Linked DNA regions of Mus musculus: regions 1, 2, 3, 5 and 6 are each linked to region 4. The links are chromatin contacts, called in public Hi-C and HiChIP or PLAC-seq maps. All regions are on one chromosome and are shown on one strand. The core of a region is the stretch at or near the end of the contact, and the rest is flanking DNA. Distances in the headings are between cores, read along the strand shown.

What was found. Hi-C and Micro-C count contacts between places; a contact is called where the count stands out from the background. HiChIP or PLAC-seq counts read pairs in DNA pulled down with a chosen protein or histone mark.
Region 1: a Hi-C map of muscle stem cells shows a contact between it and region 4, with 2.2 times the contacts expected there. The contact joins the enhancer-like site here to the promoter of Cdh13 in region 4. A contact is called at or near these places in 6 of 484 Hi-C or Micro-C datasets (cortical neurons, embryonic fibroblasts, embryonic stem cells and 3 more), 5 of 115 datasets of contacts at active chromatin or transcription factors (embryonic basal ganglia, embryonic forebrain, embryonic midbrain and 2 more) and 1 of 9 other capture datasets (embryonic stem cells).
Region 2: an H3K27ac HiChIP or PLAC-seq map of neural progenitor cells shows a contact between it and region 4, with 5 times the contacts expected there. The contact joins the enhancer-like site here to the promoter of Cdh13 in region 4. A contact is called at or near these places in 1 of 39 promoter capture datasets (hippocampal neurons), 14 of 484 Hi-C or Micro-C datasets (the HL-1 cell line, cerebral cortex, cortical neurons and 7 more) and 9 of 115 datasets of contacts at active chromatin or transcription factors (SST interneurons, embryonic basal ganglia, embryonic forebrain and 5 more).
Region 3: an H3K27ac HiChIP or PLAC-seq map of heart atrium shows a contact between it and region 4, with 8 times the contacts expected there. The contact joins the enhancer-like site here to the promoter of Cdh13 in region 4. A contact is called at or near these places in 1 of 39 promoter capture datasets (liver), 17 of 484 Hi-C or Micro-C datasets (the HL-1 cell line, cardiomyocytes, cerebral cortex and 8 more), 10 of 115 datasets of contacts at active chromatin or transcription factors (SST interneurons, cardiomyocytes, embryonic basal ganglia and 6 more) and 1 of 9 other capture datasets (embryonic stem cells).
Region 5: a contact with region 4 is called in an H3K4me3 HiChIP or PLAC-seq map of forebrain, with 5 times the contacts expected there. The contact joins the enhancer-like site here to the promoter of Cdh13 in region 4. A contact is called at or near these places in 1 of 484 Hi-C or Micro-C datasets (embryonic stem cells), 9 of 115 datasets of contacts at active chromatin or transcription factors (cardiomyocytes, embryonic basal ganglia, embryonic forebrain and 6 more) and 1 of 9 other capture datasets (embryonic stem cells).
Region 6: a Hi-C map of muscle stem cells shows a contact between it and region 4, with 4 times the contacts expected there. The contact joins the enhancer-like site here to the promoter of Cdh13 in region 4. A contact is called at or near these places in 1 of 39 promoter capture datasets (hippocampal neurons), 8 of 484 Hi-C or Micro-C datasets (cerebellar granule neurons, cerebral cortex, cortical neurons and 4 more), 10 of 115 datasets of contacts at active chromatin or transcription factors (SST interneurons, astrocytes, embryonic forebrain and 6 more) and 2 of 9 other capture datasets (adipose tissue and embryonic stem cells).

What each region holds. Positions count from the first base shown.
Region 1 is chr8:118,538,169-118,541,717 of GRCm38.p6, forward strand. All of the region lies in intron 2 of Cdh13 (cadherin 13), which reads left to right. Among named protein-coding and RNA genes, the nearest start is that of Gm24035, 110 kb to the left of the region's middle. Within about 2 kb of position 1,478, at least 11 of the 459 cell types and tissues checked have an H3K27ac peak or open chromatin away from gene starts, as enhancers often do. A contact at or near this core is called in muscle stem cells, where this site is marked.
Region 2 is chr8:117,777,492-117,780,792 of GRCm38.p6, forward strand. No RefSeq gene overlaps it. Among named protein-coding and RNA genes, the nearest start is that of Gm39261, 2.7 kb to the left of the region's middle. Within about 2 kb of position 1,715, at least 16 of the 459 cell types and tissues checked have an H3K27ac peak or open chromatin away from gene starts, as enhancers often do. A contact at or near this core is called in neural progenitor cells and uterus, where this site is marked.
Region 3 is chr8:118,711,730-118,715,194 of GRCm38.p6, forward strand. The region is part of intron 3 of Cdh13 (cadherin 13); the gene reads left to right. Among named protein-coding and RNA genes, the nearest start is that of Gm24035, 290 kb to the left of the region's middle. Within about 2 kb of position 1,547, at least 18 of the 459 cell types and tissues checked have an H3K27ac peak or open chromatin away from gene starts, as enhancers often do. A contact at or near this core is called in heart atrium, where this site is marked.
Region 4 is chr8:118,282,036-118,285,228 of GRCm38.p6, forward strand. Cdh13 (cadherin 13) reads left to right here and starts at 1,576. Exons shown (of 14, transcript NM_019707.5): 1 at 1,576-1,863. The coding sequence starts at 1,819. The region is part of intron 2 of Gm51555 (a long non-coding RNA gene); the gene reads right to left.
Region 5 is chr8:118,752,614-118,755,768 of GRCm38.p6, forward strand. All of the region lies in intron 3 of Cdh13 (cadherin 13), which reads left to right. Among named protein-coding and RNA genes, the nearest start is that of Gm31893, 300 kb to the right of the region's middle. Within about 2 kb of position 1,393, at least 32 of the 459 cell types and tissues checked have an H3K27ac peak or open chromatin away from gene starts, as enhancers often do. A contact at or near this core is called in forebrain and neural progenitor cells, where this site is marked.
Region 6 is chr8:118,600,777-118,604,298 of GRCm38.p6, forward strand. All of the region lies in intron 2 of Cdh13 (cadherin 13), which reads left to right. Among named protein-coding and RNA genes, the nearest start is that of Gm24035, 180 kb to the left of the region's middle. Within about 2 kb of position 1,520, at least 9 of the 459 cell types and tissues checked have an H3K27ac peak or open chromatin away from gene starts, as enhancers often do. A contact at or near this core is called in muscle stem cells and neural progenitor cells, where this site is marked.

The sequences.
Region 1 (3,549 bases), core at 228-2,727, 260 kb after region 4:
CTGGAGGAAAGCTAAGTATTTGAATCCCAAAAGGGAAAAATCATGGTGATGTAAGATTGAAAAGAGAAGGCTTCTCATAGCGTGTTTTGTTGTTTAGCCAATATTAATGTTGGGGACTTGCTTTTAACTTGGGGTTGCCTCAACCCTAAGGCAGTAATAAGTAACATGGCTTCATTGAGTTTCTGAAGGAGATACATCCCAAGCTGGGCTTACTTGGAAGATCCGTTGGAAGGTCGGTGCTCATTCACTTGTTCTCTCTTGCCTTCTCCCACCCCTTGTAATTCTTGGATACAAGGAATGTTCCTCCAAGAAAGTACTGGTTTTGTTGATGCCAGCATCTTTTTAAACCAAACTTATCTTTAGGTGCCTCTTAGAAACTTTACAGAGTCTTATTGTAGATCCTTGGCATCTCTGCAAGGCTGAGACTTAAGGGCTTTTGTGTCCTTGTCTCAGATCCCCTGCACCTAGTGAGCATCATAAGAAGTCAAATGGATGGATACTATGGCAGATTCCTCACGGCCTTGGGTCTTCTAGAGAGTCACGTCAAGGACTTTGTTCCATTGCTGTAGCTGCTAATGGGCAGTCAGACATGATTTCTCTTTTGACACTAGAAAATTTCCTCCAACCAAGCCCAGTTGACATATACTTGAAATCCCAGTGCAGTGGAGACAGAGGCAAGATCACAAATTTGAAGCCAGCCTGAATTTCAAAGCAAGAGATACTATTACACACATACACACACACACACAGAGAGGCGGGGGTGGGGGTGGGTAGCATGGGGTGGGGTTCTTTTAAGTAGAACCAGGGAATACCGTGAGTCATACAAGCCATTCTTTGGGCTCATCTATGACTAAGCAGCATGGTGAGGAACCTGAGGATGCGACACTAAAAATCACCAGGCCAGTGAGTGTGTACATCTGTAAGCATGGGTATGTGTGTCTACAGACAGGCACACGTGCATCTCAAAGCTGCACACTGTGCCTTGGGAGTTACTTGGTCCCTGCCTCTCCCTATAAGTTCAGATGATGCACAGTGTGGCTTTGGGGGCTCGCTGCTGCTCAGTGCAATTTTGATCCCTTTCAGGCAGCTGTTGGCTCAGGTGGCTAAGACTGACTGTGAGGCTAACACTGAAATAATGTGGTCCCCCCCCCCCCATTGCTTCCCTACAAATCTCAGCTCTCCCCTTGTGAGCTTGTGGCTCTGGGCAAGCTACTTAGCCTCTCTGTGCTCTGATTTTTTTTTTTTAACTGAGACTTGGAGGTGATGGGAACCTTCTCTCTTGAAGTCCTCAGGATCACAGTGGACACCCGTGACGCCTCGGGACAGACAGAAAACCCCAGGCAAGAATTCACTGTCAGTACTATTGATGCTTTCTCAAATACACATAGCTTTCGTGCCGGCACACCCACATCTCACTTAACTTATTCAGAAAGATTAGTTCTGCCTGACATTTGCCTGTTTCTAAAACCCTATCCACGTTCCCTGAACAAAGAGGCCCCTCACAAAGGTTTTTCTGAGGGCTGTGTTTCCTGCCCCGTGCATGGCTCTTATGGGGAAAGTATTTTTGGCAAGTGACATTTTCTGGTTACAATAGTAAGTCATGTCACTTCATGGTCGTTTTAAGGGGTGAAAAGAGTCATTTCAGTATACAAACTATTCCCTTGTTATTTTATTACCTACCAGAAAGAAGGTTTGGGCAAGAGAAATCTAAAACACATTGAGAAATCACTACAAGTTTTTCTGTCATTTAGTATTGAATTAAAAATAGCTAGAAAAGAAAAACCCTAATTGAAAAACTCAGTACATTTCATTTTATTTTTTTTTTCCAGTGCAACAATATGTTGACTGAATTTTCCAAATTACTAAAAGCACTCAGGCGGTTCTGGGAATTTGAATCTGGTAACCCTTCAGCTCTTTCTATTTAGAATGCTGGCATTTTATACCGGTGTCAAATATGATAATTATTTTTCACAGATATTGAGCTTAATAGAGTAATTGCTGAACAGATTTCCGCACTTGGCTCTGCCAGACAAAGCCGAGGAAATCTGCAAGCTGGGGACAAGTTGTTTCTCTGAACACTTTCCCTGGGAATTGTCTAAGAAATTTGTTATTGATGAATGAGAGGGGACAAGATGGATCCAGACAGCTATCCAGAGTTATTGTAAGTTTAGACATGACCAACCCAACCTCAAAGGTTCATGCAAACTAACAAGAAAGCAGGAAGAGAGAGACACTTTACAGTCTTCAAAGCCAGATGAAGACCTGGAGGAAAATCCTTCATATATATTTAATGTGTTTCAGAAGTGATATGAATCATATGTGTTGGCCTCTGCAGTTTTGGTAGATATGACTTAAAAATAAGAGAAGTGCAGAGATGGATGGAGGCAATTTTTAATAGGACCTCAGCCTTGAAAGAAAATGTTAATAACATGCTGGTTTTCTTGGTTGGCTTGTTTTGTTTTTGTTTATTATTGGTTTTTTTTTTTTTTTTTGGTTTTGTTTGTTGGCCCTGAAAGGCAGTGTTTATACAGAGTAACCAAACTGGGAAGCCTAGGCTCAGGTGAACTGTGTTCTTTAATTACTGCCAGCGTGCCAGTGGGATCACTGTATTACAAAGTCCAGTTTTCAGTCTTGGCTGTTGCAGAGGAGATACTTGGTTTGAAGTGATATGGTGGCTTTCTGTCACATAGGAAGAGCAACCTCATTATTTTAGGATTGGGTTGGCCTTTCTTGCCAGGTCTGAACCAAGTACTTTTCCTACTGGGCAAGAGCTTATGACACCAGAGCCTGAGAGTTTCCTGGACATCTCTATAGCTAGCCTTTAAGTACATGGCCGCTTCATACCACTGATGTGCTAGGAACAGCATGGCCTCTCTGTGGACCTCAGCCATGCCCACTGTCTCCCAAATACACCGTCTAACCCAGTGAAACACATAGGACTCTTAAGATCTTGAAGGATGGCTGCCATCCTGGGATGTAGGGTGAACATAAAACACACACCAGGCTTCAGAGACCTAGCATAGACCAGGATTTTTCTTTTTAAATCACATGAATAGTTTCTATATCATATAAAATGACGATTTGTGACTACACAAAGTTAAATAAAATATATTATTAAGACGAATCCTATCATCACTGGAAACGTTTGATTTTACTTTTTAATGAAGCTCTTGGATAATTTAAATATTCACACGACACAGTATGGGTTAGGTTTCCGCTGCGAAGCTCTTGTCTATTGAATGGAGAAAGCTGTGGGCACAGAGGACACTGAGAACACAGAGCTGTGGCCAATGGACTATGAGGAAACTATGCAGCCACAGGACTTTGTCCATGTGATGGTTTGGGGTGGGGATGCTGTGAGGGATGAGTATGTGGGGGGGGGGGGATACCCAGGTGTCTGGGGCTGGGGTTTGGGCTGAGGTGGCCTCAGTCTTGGGAACCAAACCCTGAGCTGGAGCTTCGCATCTCAAACTTGAGTCAGACTTGCTGACTAAATGGGACCATTGACCTCGTTCAGGATTTGACTGTTAGTCGCCTTAGAAAGGGTGA
Region 2 (3,301 bases), core at 465-2,964, 500 kb before region 4:
TGAAATAATATTTATACACATTAGATAGATACACCTTAAGCATACAATTCAAAGAGCTTTTTGTAAATTTTTTTTTGGGGGGGGACAGTATCTCACTTACCCTGGGCTAGTCTCAAACTCACTATTTAGCTAAGAATGGCCTTGGACTTATCTGACCCTTCGGTCTCTACCTCCAAATGCTAGGATATAGGAATGCATTACCGCCCCCAGTCATGATTTCTTTAAATACACCCGTAAGTGTTTTTATTCAGTTTTTTAATAGGAGCACTTGGGAACTGAAGGAAGGAAGACCAGTGGTTCAGGATCAATCTGAGCTACAGAGTGAGTTTGAGGCTAGCCTCGGCTACTTGAGGCGGTGTCTCAAATGATAATGCCCACAAACAACCCAAGACAGCAAAATAAGAAAAAAAAATTAACTGCAGATTTCTCTGTAGCCAGGAATGGCGGTGCACATGTCTAATCTCTGCCTTTAAAGGCAGAAGCATGAAAAATACAAGTTTGAGACCAGCCTGGGCCACACAGAGGGATCTTGTCTCAAAAGAACAGTAGCTATAATAAAAGCTAGTCTCTGGAATAAGACAGATTCTTCAGAAATAATTCGCCTTCTCCACGATGCTCCCTTCCACGGTATTTTTCTTTTCCACTCAAATTAATTTTTAATTGTTTAAAGATTTGTTTAATGTGTATGAGTACACTGTAGCTGTCTTCAGACACACCAGAAAAGGGCATCAGATCACATTGTGGATGGCTGTGAGTTCTCAGCCACCATGTAGTTGCTGGGAATTGAACTCAGGACCTTTGGAAGAGCAGTCCGTGCTCTTAACTACTGAGCCATCTATCCAGCCCCTATTTTTTTTTTTAATTAAGATCATTACCCCATTTAACAAAAAATTAGATCATTATCCTGTTTATACTGAATGCATATTTAGACTTTTCCAGTTTTGTAATCAATGTGCATTTAGCTTTTCCAGTTAGTACTGGCTACTCACTGTTGTTTCCTGTGCTGCACAGCGCTGTCTTTGGTTTTTTTTTTGTTTTGTTTTGTTTTTTTTTTTGTTTTTTTTTTCTGATTCTGAGCTTCAGCGTTTCTCACAGAGAGGGCACACACAGTTCTCAGGCTCTGTGATTTGGAAAAACAAAGTTCACCCTAGAGTTCTACATCCAACTGACATGTCCTCACAAGTGACCCCACTTCTAAGATGGGCTTGCTGGCAAGTGCTTGTGCTCCCAGAAGGCTGGGGCAGGGGGAATCATGAGCTCAAGGCCAGGCTGATCTACATAGTGAGAATCTGTCTAAACACTACCACTAACTCCCTCCCCCCACCCAGAAACAAACGCAACAGCAAGAGACCAAGCAATCAACATAGCAACCGGCCAACAGAAACACCAACTTTATTTCTAAATTAGACTCCGAGGTCCCGTTGCTAAGGGACCTCTCTCTTCTGGGAGTCCTCAGAAGCATGTTTGATGTTTGCTCTCAACTCTAGCCAAGTCCTCCTGCTGGTCATCGGTACATTTTGTCTGCTGCTTTCAAATTGGCCCACATCTAACCTTGGGGATAACTATTCACAGGCTCAGTTCGCCACTTGTGAGCAGGCAAGGTCACACACACACACACACACACACACACACACACACACACACACTCAGAGAGAACACTCAGCAGGTGTGAGGCCTTAAGGGATGAGAGCTTTGGAGAGAAGCTCTCGGGACTGCAGTGTGTGGAGTGAAGGAGCTCCTGGATGTGGCTCCAAGGGCACGGCCAGACCATCTGGAGTCCACTGTCAACGTCACGGAAATCCAGAGAAACATTTTCAGGGAAGAAAGGGCACAGAGGATTTCCAGACTTATAAAGTGACTTGGTGTTTGCTGCTGGCTGTCCCATTCTCTTTACTTCTCCTGCATCTTTGAATTCCTAATCTTGCTTCATATGTATCCGCCTGTTTCCACGGCCTCCGGGCATTTACATTTGGAAGATGCTTCCCACAATACAAATCAAAGCTTCCATCGTTAGCCTGCAGACACTGAGAGAGCACACAGAGCACTGGTTTTCACCCTGAGTTATAAATTGTATGAGTCATACATAGCAAGCAAAGAATTTGCATTAGGTTTGCGCCAACTTCCGTTAAGTTAAAACACACCAACTAATTATTCAAGGAGTATACTTGCAAGGAACAGAGAAAAGAATAGAGACTCACAGTTGAGCAGAGCCTTAAGAGAGACAGATACCAGCCAGTCACAACAACAAGGAGCCCTGACCTTAAGGCCTTAAGTGTCCTTTAATCTGTGAAGTAATGGCATTTAGGAGATGATCCAACACTGCTTGGATATTGTAAGATTTAGGTATGGTTACTGTAAATAATATCTTAACAGCTCTCATCGGTTAGACACAGGCTTAAAATATATGTATGATGTAAGCTGTTGGATTACAAATGACACAAGTGGGTAGTGGGTAGGTGACTGAGGTAAAGAGATGGCTGTGAGTGGGTAAGTTCTGAACTAGAAAATTGGGTGTGTGAAAATTTATATTAGGGCATCTGTTCTTTATAGAGTTGAGACGAACCACCATAAAAAATATCCTTGGAAGAAATTTAAAGCACTTTTAAAAAGAGATATGAATTTAATCAATATGAATGCTCAGATGAAATATAAAGAATGTTGCTTCTTTCCAGTGAGTCTTTTTATCTGACTTTTAAAATTAATTTTTAACATTAGCATGCAAAGTACTGAGTTTTGTCTTGACATTTTCATATATATCATTACCAGTGACGCTTTTCTTGATTTCCTGTGTTCACTATCTACTGATACCCCCTTCATTCACCCAACCTTTCATCCAACTGGTCACCATCCATCTACCATTTGTCTGTTGACCCACTATCTGTCCACCAGCCCATCTGTCCACCATTCATGTGTTTGATGTCCATCTGTCCATCTGTCTGTCCATCTATCCATCCATCCATCTACCCATGTACTCAGCATATACTACCCATCTGTCTATATATCCATCACCAGCAACCCATCTGTTCTTCATCCACCTACCACCTATCCATCTATTCAACCATCCATCCATTATCCATCTGACAATCCACCTACCTGATCATTGATCCACTCACCTATCCTATCACCATTCCATTTGATTAGCCATCCACTTTCCAGTCAACCTACCCACTCCTGCACACTTTCATCTAATTATTCATCTATACTGCCTTGTCTTTCCATAAATTAGCAATAAAGATGGTTACAATACTTGGCCCAGATTTGCTGTGTTAACTTGCGTCACTCCTACTAAAGAGGGCGTGCA
Region 3 (3,465 bases), core at 297-2,796, 430 kb after region 4:
TCTTCTCATACCGCCCCCCCCCCCCCACCGCCCTGACCAGCCTCACAGCTTAGTGTCTGGGTATCCAAGTCTAAAGAGCATCCACTGCCTTGGGGAGGGCTGGAAGGAGTCTCAGTTCACTCAGATAAGGCCACTGGCTTTTTATCAAGCTTCTGGCATGGGACCCAGTTCACACATGAGCCCCCATCCCCCACTACAACTATACTGCTAAAGATGGATTCTGAACTTCCATATAATAAATTTGGTTTACACCTAGGCTGCTGTTGCATAGTTGGCACTGGGCCCGAGTTCAATCCTCAGAATGCATGTAAGAAAGCTGGCATCCTAGCACATGGCTACAGTCCCAGTGCTGGGAAGGGGAAGATTCCCTAGGGCTTGCGGCCCACCCAGGCAAGGCCGGTGGCTGAGCTCCTGGTTCAGGGAGAGACCCTGTCTCAAACAACGTAGGTATGCTCTGAGGAAGAATGCCACCTGAGGTGTTCTATGTTCTCGTTCTCTCTCTCTCTCTCTCTCTCTCTCTCTCTCTCTCTCTCTCTCTCTCTTTCTCTCTCTCTCTCTCTCAGCTTCTCTGTTTCTGTCTCTCTCTCAGTTTCTCTGTCTCTCTCTCAGCTTCTCTGTCTCTCTCTCAGCTTCTCGTCTCTCAGCTTCTCTCTCTCTCAGCTTCTCTGTTTCTGTCTCTCTTTCTCTCAGCTTCTCTGTCTCTCAGCTTCTCTCTCTCTCAGCTTCTCTGTCTCTGTCTCTCTTTCTCTCAGCTTCTCTGTCTCCGTCTCTCTCTCAGCTTCTCTGTCTGTCTCTCTCTCTCTCTCTCAGCTTCTCTGTTTCTGTCTCTTTCTCTCAGCTTCTCTGTCTCTCTCTCTCAGCTTCTCTGTCTGTCTGTCTCTCTCTCTCTCAGCTTCTCTGTCTCTGTCTCTCTTTCTCTCAGCTTCTCTGTCTCTCTCTCTCAGCTTCTCTGTCTGTCTGTCTGTCTGTCTGTCTCTCTCTCTCTCTCAGCTTCTCTGTTTCTGTCTCTCTTTCTCCCAGCTTCTCTGTCTCTCTCTCAGCTTGTCTGTCTGTCTGTCTGTCTCTGTCTCTGTCTCTGTCTCTGTCTCTGTCTCTGTCTCTGTCTCTGTCTCTGTCTCTGTCTCTCTCTCTCTCTCTCACACACACACACACACACACACACACACACACACAGAGAGAGAGAGAGAGAGAGAGAGAGAGAGAGAGAGAGAGAGAGAGAGAGATGCACACCTTAACATACTTTTCTTGTTACATGCTTTACAAATATAGCTCCACAGGATAGAAAGCTTTGTTCTCATGATTTTGAAGGAAAGACCAGAAGCAGATGAAGCAGATGGAGAGGTTAAAGCCCTGCATAGTCAGGTAGGACACTGCAGAGCTTAGTGAGATTTTCTCTCGGGAAATCTGCCACCAGAGTCTCATCCTCTTGGCCATGCTTTGTCTCAGAAGGGCTTCTCTCACTTCTTTTCAGCACCCGCTGTCCTGTCCCTTCCTGACCCAGGGCCATTTCACCCTTATCAGCTCTCCCCAAATGCTCGCTGTAGCCACTGGATCCACCGATAACCCTGGTCACCTTACAGTGGATGGTCCACACAGCTCTGGGACCGCAGAGCTGACACATTGCGTCTGTCTCTCAAGCAGGCAAGCCGCTAGCAATTATCTCTTAGAGTCTGAAAACAAAGCGTCTGCAGTAACGGTTCATCCAGGATGTGTCTCTCGGGTTCCAGGCACCAGCCCGAAATCAATGTTTCAGACCAGATAAGGAAATGAAAGAAACAAAGAGAGAGAACCACAGGCCCATCCCACTGGAAAAATTCTCCAAAATATTTTAGGCCAATTTCAACTTTTTTTTTCCCCCCAAGAATCTTGATTGAAAAAAAAATCTTGTGTTTACCTAAAATATCACACTGGCCGTTCTGGAAGCTTCTTGCTCCTCGGAGTGTTTATTAAGAAATGCTGCTCTTGCCACAACAAATTTCAGCGTTCTTGGCTTCTGAAAAGCTGTAAAATCATTAGTTATCTCTTAAAATGTATTATTAGAAATTCATGATCTTCCTGTCTCTGTGTCTGAATATCTTGGCACAGGCCACTATGAACTTAATCTGGACAGTCATGGGATGTCTATGCTGACCTTTGAGGTCCCTTCTAGTCAACAGCAATGAATTCATGAACTTGGACTAAAGATTACCAACAGATCTGTTGAAATCTCCCTTTGTTTCCCTCTGGTCTTGAGGAGTAAGTTAACAGATATTGATTTTTATTTCTCGACCTGCAGAGAAATGAGTGTTTCACTGTTGACATTTTTATGATCTGTAGTTTCCGGTCTATTTAATAGCCCTGGTGTGATATTATAAAAAAGGATCTTGATCGTAAAACAACTGTTATAGAAGGTTCTTTCAGCCAAGCAAACCTAGCTGAGTGAATCCGCTTCCTCACAGAGGAAAGTCTTGGTTGTCACATCAGGAAGAGAAACGTTACTTGGGTTGGACAGAGATAAGAGTCTCCCTGTACACCACGTGATGGTTGGCTTACTATTGCTCTCAAAGAATGACCAAATTGCTTTGTTTTTGGTCTGGGAAAGTCTGACCCATGGACCCTTGGAAACGCAAACCTTAAAACCTGATTCAGCAAAGGTCTTGTCTTGGGCAACAGTATTTTGAGTCAGATTGGGTTAAGCTAGGCTGCTATGACAAACAGCTCCCTAAATGTGTAACAACCTTAACAACAGGGATTTATTTCTTGTTCATGATACATTATCAATGTAGGCTAACGGGAATTATGTTCTACACAGTCTGCTACACTAGACGATGGCATCAATATCTATTGCTTGTTTGTTTTGAGATAGAGTCTCACTGTGGATCTTAGGCTGGTCTTGAACGTGGGGCTATCTATCCTCTTGCCTCAGGTTCCCTACTTCTGACACTGTAAGCATGAGCCATCTAATATCATGAGGTGATGTGCCAGCACGGTCTGTGTCATAAAAGGACAACATTCTAGATTTATCTGTCTTCCCAGTACATGGTTTTATAGGAGGGATAACATTTCTTACTGTCATCCTTTGGTCCTGAATGTGGCACAGCCCTGTCTTACCGCAAAGAGGACAGGAAAGTGTGGCTCTGGACATACTCAGAAGAGAAGAGCCAGTCATATACACAAGTATTAGAAATGCTAACCACAGCAACCAGGGTGGAGTGAGTGAGTGTTCCATGTGTCCAGGCAATGTGTCAAGGCCCTACCAACTTTGTTTCATCTAAGTCATACTCAGTGTGCCAGTACTGTTAGAGGTATGCTTCCATGAGGTTTTCTTCTCAGGAAAGGACAGTAGACAGGAAGTGAGGAGGCTAAACAATTAGCCGAGGCTATCTCTGCCTGTGGACAGAGTCGCTGAACTGTTAAGCTGCTGTTCTCCATGGCCTCCAGACAGCTGTGGCCAAAACACGGCCCATCTGCACTTGGAGGCTGAGA
Region 4 (3,193 bases), core at 326-2,825:
GAATTTTAGAAAGCATGTCAGTTTGAGTGGGTGAGGTGCTCATTCAACGAGGTGCCGCTGAATCCGCAGTGTGACCTTAGGAGTTTTAGCCAGGAGACAAATGGAGACTCAAAGTCTGGGCAACTTGCTCTGAATAAAGAGCTGGGGTGTCAGCAGGCTAGTTCAGTTCCAGACTCTAGGGTCCTCCTTACCGTCTGCTAGTTCTTGATTGACTTAGCTATCTGCTCTTTGATACATACCAATCACTGTCTCATCATCCCAGGCCCTGTGCTGGCAGTTGAAATATTTCCCAAACCCACTGGCCTATTGCTCAGTGTCTCGCTGTGACAGATGCCACGTGATATATTGATACCAGTATTGAATGTAACTTATACACATTTTCTTTACTTTCTTTCTTTTTTTTCATTTATATATTTTTTTTTTTTGTTTTTTTGTTTTTGTTTTTGTTTTGTTTGGTTTGGTTTGGTTTGGTTTTTTTGAGTCAGGGTTTCTCTGTGTAGTCATGGCGGTCCTGGAACTCACTCTGTAGACCAGGCTGGCCTGGAACTCAAAAATCTGCCTGCCTCTGCCTCCCAAGTGCTGGGATTAAAGGCATGCGCCACCACTGCCCGGCTACTTATACACATTTTCTACAACAAAAATGGCATTCATTTTCTTTTTCATATTGCTTTGGCTACTAGGAAGCTCATTTGTCCAAATCACAGCAACTCGGTTGTAGTTGGAAGTTAGCGTTTTAGTTTTATAAACTTTTTTTGCGGTCCAAGTTTTCTATCTCAGATGGATAAATGCCTTTTATTGTAAAACCCATAAGTCCTCTCAGGAAGAAAGCTGCACGAAAATAAGGACTTTCCTGCCTTAGCTTTAGATCTCTTCGAGGGAAGAACCGCCTTATGTGTCCCTGTTTCTCTAATCTCCAACACTCCCCAACTCTAGGACTCCTTGAGCCATGGCTAGCACTGTTTCGAGCCCTTGGGAATAGCTCAGGGACTCTGAAAGGTCACATCCAAAGGGGGAAAAACAGAATTTTCTCAAGCCATGACTCACTCTGGCTTTGGTTCACGCTTGTGGAGTGTCGGCCAGTCCCACCCTCACCTGAGCAGTTAATAAAATCTATTGCTCCTTGATGGATTTTTCCTGCAAGCTAGAATTGATCTGTCCACTCTGTGATTTGTGGTGATGGCAGAAAAACACCAAACACCACCGGTGGCTGAGCCACTTTGGGGGCCGATGGGGGCGGGGGGGGGGTGAGGGGGAGAGGGCGAACGAAAAACAAAGCCAAAGAAATCTACCAGCAAGACTCTTAGGGCATAGAGGGCTGCGGCTGCGGGGGTCATTTTATGTGATTTATTGGGAATAAAGTGGATCTTATTAACATTTTAATAAAGAGAATCTTTTTTCGCAATGTGTTAGAAGTGGCTGCCGGTCCCGGGTGCAATTCCAGTTCCTAGGGAAAGTGGAATCAGTTGGCATTGCCCAGCCTGATTTGTGAGGCTGGGCACCAGGAGTCAAAAAAAAAAAAAAAAAAAAAGCCAACGTGCCGCCTCCTTGCTCGGAGGGGGCTCTCCCTGCGAGGTGCTCGCCCCTATCTGCCATGCAAAACGAGGGAGCGTTATGAAGGAATCCGTCTTGTAAAGCCATTGGTCCTGGTCATCAGCCGCTACCCAATGCTTTCGCGATGCTGCCGCTGATCTATTTGGGAAGTTGGCTGGCTGGCGAGGCAGAGCCTCTCCTCAAAGGCTGGCTCCCACGGAAAATATGCTCAGTGCAGCCGCGTGTGTGAATGCAAACGCCGCCAGGCGCTTCTTCTAGTCGGGCAAGATGCAGCCGAGAACTCCGCTCACCCTGTGCGTCCTGCTGTCCCAGGTAGGGAATGTGAGCCGCAGTCAGCGCGCTCCCACCAGCTTTCTGCATTCAGATCGCCCTGCTTGGTGATGGCCAGAAGCAATCGGAGGGACGCGGGGCTTCTGCTAGCCGCCGTGCAGATATACCCGGCTAGCTCAGATGCGAGGTCACCCTCAGCTCCGATCCTAGAGGAGCCTGGCTCCTCTTGCCGGCTAGTGTGTGTGTGTGTGTGTGTGTGTGTGTGTGTGTGTGTGTGCGCGTGTAAGCTCATTCTAGGGAAGACAGAGCCTTTTTGCAAGCAAAGCGACATCCTGGCTGACATCAAGTAGGGTAACTTTGGTTCGCCTCCTCCCGAGGTTCGTGCATCGGATACACACTCCTTTCGAGGCGACTCCTAGGGATTGTGCTTGCCCCGTAGCCCAGTGCCTTAGCCGGGAGGAGGGGGGGCGGGAAGAGCCATTCGGTTCAGCCGGCAGCCGGGCTGGGAGAGGCCGGAGCTGGCATCACTGACTTCCCGGGGCGCTCGTCCTCTCTTCGCCCAGCTCGGCTGGCGAGCTGCAAGGCGCCTCCCGCCAGCGGATCTCCGCAGCCCGGCTGCTGCTGTCTTTCAAAGCAAGGCGCCCGCCGCTCCGGCTTTGGGGTCTTCCGGCTCTCCAGCTCCGGGCTGAAAGGGGCCTGAGCACGATCCCCGGTCTCCTCTGCATAGCGCAGGCCCACTACCCCCAGCCCCTTGGGCCCCCATTGTCCAGACAGCTGGAGCTCCTGCCCGAGCCCAGGCTGCAGCCTCTGTTGTCTTCCCCGGGCGGGCGGGTGGCGCTGAGCACAAGGAAAAGTTCAAGCCTCCTCACCAGGCTGCAGCTGCCTGGCAGATAACCCTCCAGATCCTTGCGGTGCCAGGGCAAGGTTGGGAGAGCAGGAGAGGCATGTTGGGGCTCTCCTCAGCCCGGCTGAAGCTCGGAGATCCCTGGAAGTTTGGGTGTAGGAAAGCAACACTTAGGGGACAGGCCAGAGGCACTGGAGGCTGAGGAGGCACGCCCAGTCCTCCTCTAAGGACTGAAGCTCCAGGAAGCATGCTGGCATACTGGCTCGGTCCCTCCTTGTCCTTTTAGGCAGCCTCTGGGAACTAGAACTGGCAGTCTACAAGTGGGTAGTTGCAGAAGTGCAGGGCCATGCAGAGAGAATGGGGGGGGGGGGTGCGGGAATGCCTGAGGCATGGGTGTTGAGTTTTCTGGGCAGGATTCTTGGGTTCCAGTGGAAGAGGCACGGGGTTGTACATGAAGTGGGAAACTGGAGATGAAGTCAGGGTTCGGTAGGAAGCCTTCTAAGGGGAGATGGCTGCTGGAGAGGAGCT
Region 5 (3,155 bases), core at 143-2,642, 470 kb after region 4:
GCTACATTTTTTCAGTACATTAAAAAGAAAGGGACATAGAAGATTGAAGTAGACATTTCCTTCTATAATTGAGATCATAATGGTCTAAGAATACCTCGACAAGACTAAAGGAGCCAATGTGGAGGCCAGGGAGTGCTTTTTCTAGACCAGAATTCCCAGGAAAGGGATTTCCTAGCTCCCACTGTCTATCATCATGTCGATGACATAACCCATAGCAATATCTCACATGCCCAGGTAGCTGGGACTGTCACTTCTGAGGGGTCACTCAACAGATATTTAAATAATTTCAGCACGACATGGACCTGTCTAAAGTCACTGGAAAATATCACTTTGTGATCTCTTGCTGAAATTGTGGTCTATCGATTGTATGTAGAAATAGGTTTCATTAAGGATGTTGTCAAATGAGTGTATGATATACTTCGGCCATGATTCTCCCACACATAATTATCTCTGACTACTCCCTTCCCCCAATTTCAGATTGACCATTGCATTGCCAAAGTTTCTGATTAGTGGCTTTCCTCGTCGGAGTGCTGTTTCTGACGTCACCAGCTATCATTTCTGGAAAGTGCATGCATTTAGAGGCTCCGAGGGATGGTGGCTTCCCATGTATTACTGTTACATGCCAACGGCCCTTGAAAACTGAATGCCATAGTTTCCGATGGTTGCCTGGCTGCATGCCATCCCAGGATCCTGCCAGCCATCATCTTCCTACCCCATCTTTAAAGAAAATTCGATGTCCTCTTGGCAGAAGATGATTTCCTGGACAAACAGGGCAACAGAGGTGCCTTCGTCTCAACACAGATCCCACCAGAGGCTTTTCCAGCCACAAGCACTGAGGGTCTTTGCTGTACACATAAATGGCAAAGGCAGGGGCAGGCAATGAGCCTAGAAACATGAAATAAGGGCCAAGGTGTTTAGAATTGGAAGGAGGGAGGCTGCCCTGCCCAGTTCTCTCCTGGTGTCTTTAAGGTGCCCTCAGAGTCAGCACGCATGCGCGTGGCTCAACTCCTCCTGCGCTCTGTGCCTCAGAGACTGTTTCCCAAGGCTCAGAGTTCCCTGCTTCTTTGCTCTGGTATTTTTACATCTAGGCTGACACTACTGAGTCTGTCACCTTACATCTAGGGAGCTGGGAGAGGTGAGAGGTGGACTGGTACTGCATCTTTAATGGCTGCTGTACTGGGAAGAGAGGGACGTCAGAGCAGGCACAGGGCTCAGGGGTACCCAGAACAACTGCATCACCCTCAGCAGGCTTGCAGGCACAAGTGAGCCCTTTATCACAAACAATGGAAAGTTTGTTGCCGAGGACACAGGGTGCTTTTTCACTGCGTTGGACACATTTACACACACGCTGCCGTAATGAACGGAGGCCTCTGTGGCTGCATTATAGCTCTGAATCACCAAGTCCTTACATATGCATGGTGCCTTAAATCTTCACCCGGCACCGTTGTCGTACCCATTCACTCACGGGCGGCTCTTGACGTTGTTGGTTCTCTTAACTGTAAATGAGATTTGCATGTATGGCATATTTTACCTATGTTCTGTTCTTTGGCCGTCCCTCAATAAAGCAACAGTCTTTGGAGACGCCATGTCTCAGTGTTGTATAATAGAATCCATCCTCTCTTCCGTTGTCTCCTGATTTTCCTCCTCCTTTCTGCTGGCTTGTGTGTTTCTTTCCGTTGGCGTTGGGTCGGGGTTATTGTGCATTGTTTGGCTCAGCTGGCTGAGTTCCTGGTTGATTGGTTTTATACTCTTTGCTCTTTTCACTGTCATTCATAAACATACACACATATACACACACAGACACATCACACACGCACATATACACACATCACACACATACATATACACATACAAACACACATACACAAACACATGCACACATCATAAACATACACACACATATACACATCACACACACACACCACAGGGGTATAGGAGAAGTGAAAGGGGAGAGAGAGACAAAGAGAGAGAGAGAGAGAGAGAGAGAGAGAGAGAGAGAGAGAGAGAGAGAGAGAGAGGAAATTCAGTGTTCTGACTTTGCCTACACATGGAGAGTATTCTTTTCCCCAAAACCACCTATCATTTTATGCACGTGTGTGTGTGCATGTGTGTGTGTGTGTGTGTGTGTGTGCATGTGTGTGAGTGTGTAAATTGTGCATGTGTTCACTGAGGAGGCCAGGGAACAACACTGAGTGTCATCTTCACAAACACCATCCACCTCCTCTGAGGCAGTATCTCCCAGCCAGGGAGTCTCAGTGATCCTCCTGTCTCCACTACCGGGTGACGGGATTCCAAGTGCACACCACTTAGTCCAGGACTTGAAAGTGAGTTCTGCGTCTTCCTGCACTGGAAAGGGACATGCTTTTCCAACTGAACCACTTCTGTACGTGGGGCTGGCTCAGAGGTCCCGAGCACGGTCTGCTCTTCCTCAGGACGTAGTTGAACACAGCCTTGCAGTTTTAGACACACGGGGCAGTGGTGTGAAAAACATTTGCAGCGTTGTTCAGTCCAATTCCAGAGCACTTTCCATTTTGCAGAACTGATTATATGTCCCACAAAATAACAGCTCACATCTTCTCTTGGAAAATAAACAAGACAAGGAAAAAAACTGATAGGCTTGCAACAATTATTCTGGTCTGTGAAGTGATCTGATTGTGGCTTCATTTTCTCCGCTCAGAAATACCATTCTGGTAAACCAGCCATGTTCTACACAGTTTACTCTTTAGTGTGTGTGTGTGTGTGTGTGTGTGTGTGTGTGTGTGTGTGTGTATAAATAATTCTTTAACACAGTTCATTCAATCTAGAACATACCCAACAGGATGTTGCTTAGAAATACAGTTTGTGATATGTATTATCTCTGCTAGTTTCACAAATTTAATTGGGGGTAGTTCTTACATAGTCTGTGCAAGTTTTCTTCATTGACTAAAGAGAGCTATGGATTTGCTGGGAGGATTTATTAGGTGTAAGGCTGGTGCACGTGTCTCCATGTTGGCCGATACACATTTACTGTATTGCTATTCTAGCATTTTGTGAGGGGCCCCAGGTGTGTGTGGTCTTCCCACAATCATATCCTTGCTACTTAGTATGGGGCTGTTTTTCACATTTGCCTTTTGTATGTCCTGCCTCACTAAGCATTGTTCAGTGTCTTCTTTTTC
Region 6 (3,522 bases), core at 270-2,769, 320 kb after region 4:
GAATCACGCCTGCCTGGATACTGCCTTGCTCCCACTTGATGATAAAGGACTGGACCTCTGAACCTGTAAGCCAGCCCCGATTAAAGCATTCCACTGCTTTCCAAATCCAATGTCCCCAAATCTACATTCTTCCAAACAAAAGCATGGTCAGGGCTATCACAGCAATACCTTAGTTCCTGGTGCCAACTTTTTTCTTAGTTAGGGTTCATTGCTATGAATAGACAACATGACCAAGGCAGTTCTTATAAAGGACAACATTTAATTGGGGCTGGCTTACAGGTTTGGAGGTCCACTATCCATTATTATCAACAAGGCCACCCCTCTTAAAAGTGCCACCCCCTGGGCCAAGCATATTCAAACCACCACAGTAAGGCAGTGTGGAACATTTGTGTCCAGGGGTTTCTTTGTACGGTCATTTTTGTTCCCTGAGATGAATGCCCAAAAGTGTAGTGCCTAGGTTAAGTGGCAATTACATGCTTTGTTTTATAAAAATCAATCAAACAAACAAACAAAACAAAAATCAAACGAACAAAAACAGCTTGCAGAGTTGTTACAGTACTGGCTTGTGCCTTGTACATTTTCCTTGAGAATCTTGAGCCATAAAGTTATTGATAAGATTTTTAGAAACAGCTTCTGGCTGGAGCATCGTCGAGACTGTGTGTAGGGAAGGCAACTGAGTAGTCGGAGATGAGGGAGAGTGCTTTCCAGAGTCCAGGGGTGAGGGGGTCACAGTATGCCAGGAGGTGATGTCACCATATGAAGAACAGCACTGGGCAGATGCCGAGTGTGTGGTGGATGGTTACTGGAGAATTCATTTCTCATAAACAGAGCCAAGGCACAGTGGAGGAGGATTGTTGAGCTTCAAGCTTGAACCGGCAGGTGGCTGGCAACCCTGTTTTTCATGAGATTTCAGAACACTGCGCAGGAGCTGGCCGAGGGTGAGTGCCGTGATTAAGTTGTGGTGCCATCAGACTTCCAAGCAGAACACTTGAATTGGAGGTAGCAGTGAGGGTCAGGAGCCAGAAAGAAATATGGGAAGCTAGAGACAGTAAGAGAAAGGATCCGATCTGCAAACGTGCCCAGTGAACAATGTTGCAAAGTCTCCTGGGAAACTCAACAGCAACCATGAGCATCCTCTGTCATTTTCCAAGCCTCCGGAAGGAAGCAGCATCTCAGGCTTCAGTGTCAAAGTGGCACAGAGAACCAGTAAAGGATGTCTTCCGGAAAGAATGACAGAGGCCAGAGTTTCACTTGAGTTCTCTTCTGTATCCCCTGGGCACTTCCTTGTCAAGTTACAAAGGAGGTTGGCTCTTTGTGCTTGTCTGTTGCGATGTGTCCCCTCTGTTTTAAAAAAAAAAAATGGCTAATGCCAACACGTCCACTGAGGTTTTTAATTACAGGGAGTTCTCAATACAAATCACTTGGAGTTCGAGTGTTTCTGTTCTCTGTTGTGATTCAGAGGGGAGTGGGGGGGGGATGCAGTCATACAGGAAGGTGCTTGCCTGCCAGAGCGTGTCATGCTGGATTCTGCCTTGGCAGGGGCTGCCGTGAGCAGCAGCTGAGACATCCGAGCAGGTGTCCTGAATCTGAGACTGTGTCTCTGCCTTCCAGAGCCCCCCGAACTCTCCACCGCACAACACAGCTGAATCTTCACACCTCCCTGAGCCCTGTCCACACTGGAAGCACCTTTCCATCTGTATTAAACAGTTCGCCAGTTGCCACGATGAAGTCCAAATTAGGGGTGGAGAGGGTTTCTTTGGCTCACATTTGGAGGCCATAGTCCCTCACGTGGGGGAGTCACAGAGGCAGGAACATGAGGCAGCTTGTCACTTCGAATCCATACTTAGTTTCCCTCGGCCACCTTTTCTACAGTCCTGTGTCTCAGCTCAGGGAATGGCACCACCTGCAGTGGCCAGGTCTTCCCACTTCAATTAACCTAGTCAAGGTTATTCCCTTATAGCTTTGCCCAGAAACCCTGTGATTCTAGATTCCATTAAGTTTGTAATTGAGATTAACCATCATCCCCGGGGCAGTTTCTGTCCCTACAACTGTGGCTCTACTCCATCCCAAACTTATAAACTCTCTTCTGCCTCCACACTCTAGGGGAGGTCTCCTGCACCCAGGATCTGACGTTTACATTGAGTTACCACCTCTGACATTCTCATAGGCTTCTTTCTCTTTGTTCAATAACAACTATAATTATATGGCATTTGCCCTCCGTGCCCAAGACATTTTCCATGCATTTGTCTAACTGCAGGTCAAAAATATTTAAAACAACCAAAAGACATGCATGCTGAATAGATACTGGCTTTTTTATTTTGTTTGAATTCCATCAAGAATACAGCATAATAACTATATCCATGTTACTCAATATTGCAATTAGGCGAAAGAAAGCTGGAGACTCTCTATGTGTTACGCAAATGTGACATAATCTTATATAGTGGATTCAAACATCTGTAGGTCTTGGCGTACAAGGGAGGCCTGTGGCCAATCTGCCAGGCTGACTAAGCGACAGTGTGTTAGCATGATAAGATGTCCTCAGAGCTGGACCTTAAGGGTGGAAATGGTTTCTTTTAGCTTGTAGTTCTAAGGAGACACTGGCCATCATGTCTGCAAAACCCATGGCAGCAAAAGCCATGACAGTAAGAGCGAGCAGCTGGCTGAGCACACTACCGGTTGCATTCAAAAGCAGAGTGAACAGGAAGTGGGGGTCAGGGTGTCACACCTCAAGGCTCACCCACCAATGATCCACGTCCTCTGGTGAGGCGCCACCCACAAAGGCCCCAGAACCTTCTAAACAGGGTACAAAGTGTTCAAATGTGTGAGCCTGAAAGGGATATTTTATATCCTGCACATAACAGACAACCATGATACCTTCTGTTATAGAATGATTGGTTCAACCTGCTTTCTTCATAACAATATACATTCCATGCTGACCGCGCTCACAGCCGACTTCTGTTTACCTGCGGAATCCTCCACGCTTAACAGCAATTCCCAGTGTGGGAGAAGCAGTTCCTGAAATGGCTAAATGATCTATGTGTAACAGGAGAAACCCATTTCCCCTGGAGGTGGGAAACCCATAGGGAACACTGTTCTCCTGCCTGGCTTCTGAAGCCCTTTAGTCTCACTCCTGTGGGAGCAATAGCAAGCCCTCTGCAAAGGCACTTGGAAGAACAGAGACACCCAGTGTGTCCTCACAGTGGGACGGGGCAATTTGACATCCCTGACTCCTTTGTGGGAGTCCCACACTGTGTGTTCACACAGGGAACAATGAGCACCCGGTGGCGCTGGGGGCTTTTGAGACCTCCCGAGTCACTTTGAGTGTTGCCACACTCCGCCTCTCAGTTTGTACAGTGTAATCCTCAAACACTGTAGAGGAAATGCAGGCCACGGAGAAAAAGAAATGGGAGATCACTCAACTCTAATAAATCCACAGTGGGCCCTCTCTATACTTATAAAACAATGTGAACAGTGGTACTCCATAAAAAACGAGACACAAGCTAATGTAATTTTCTTGAAGTC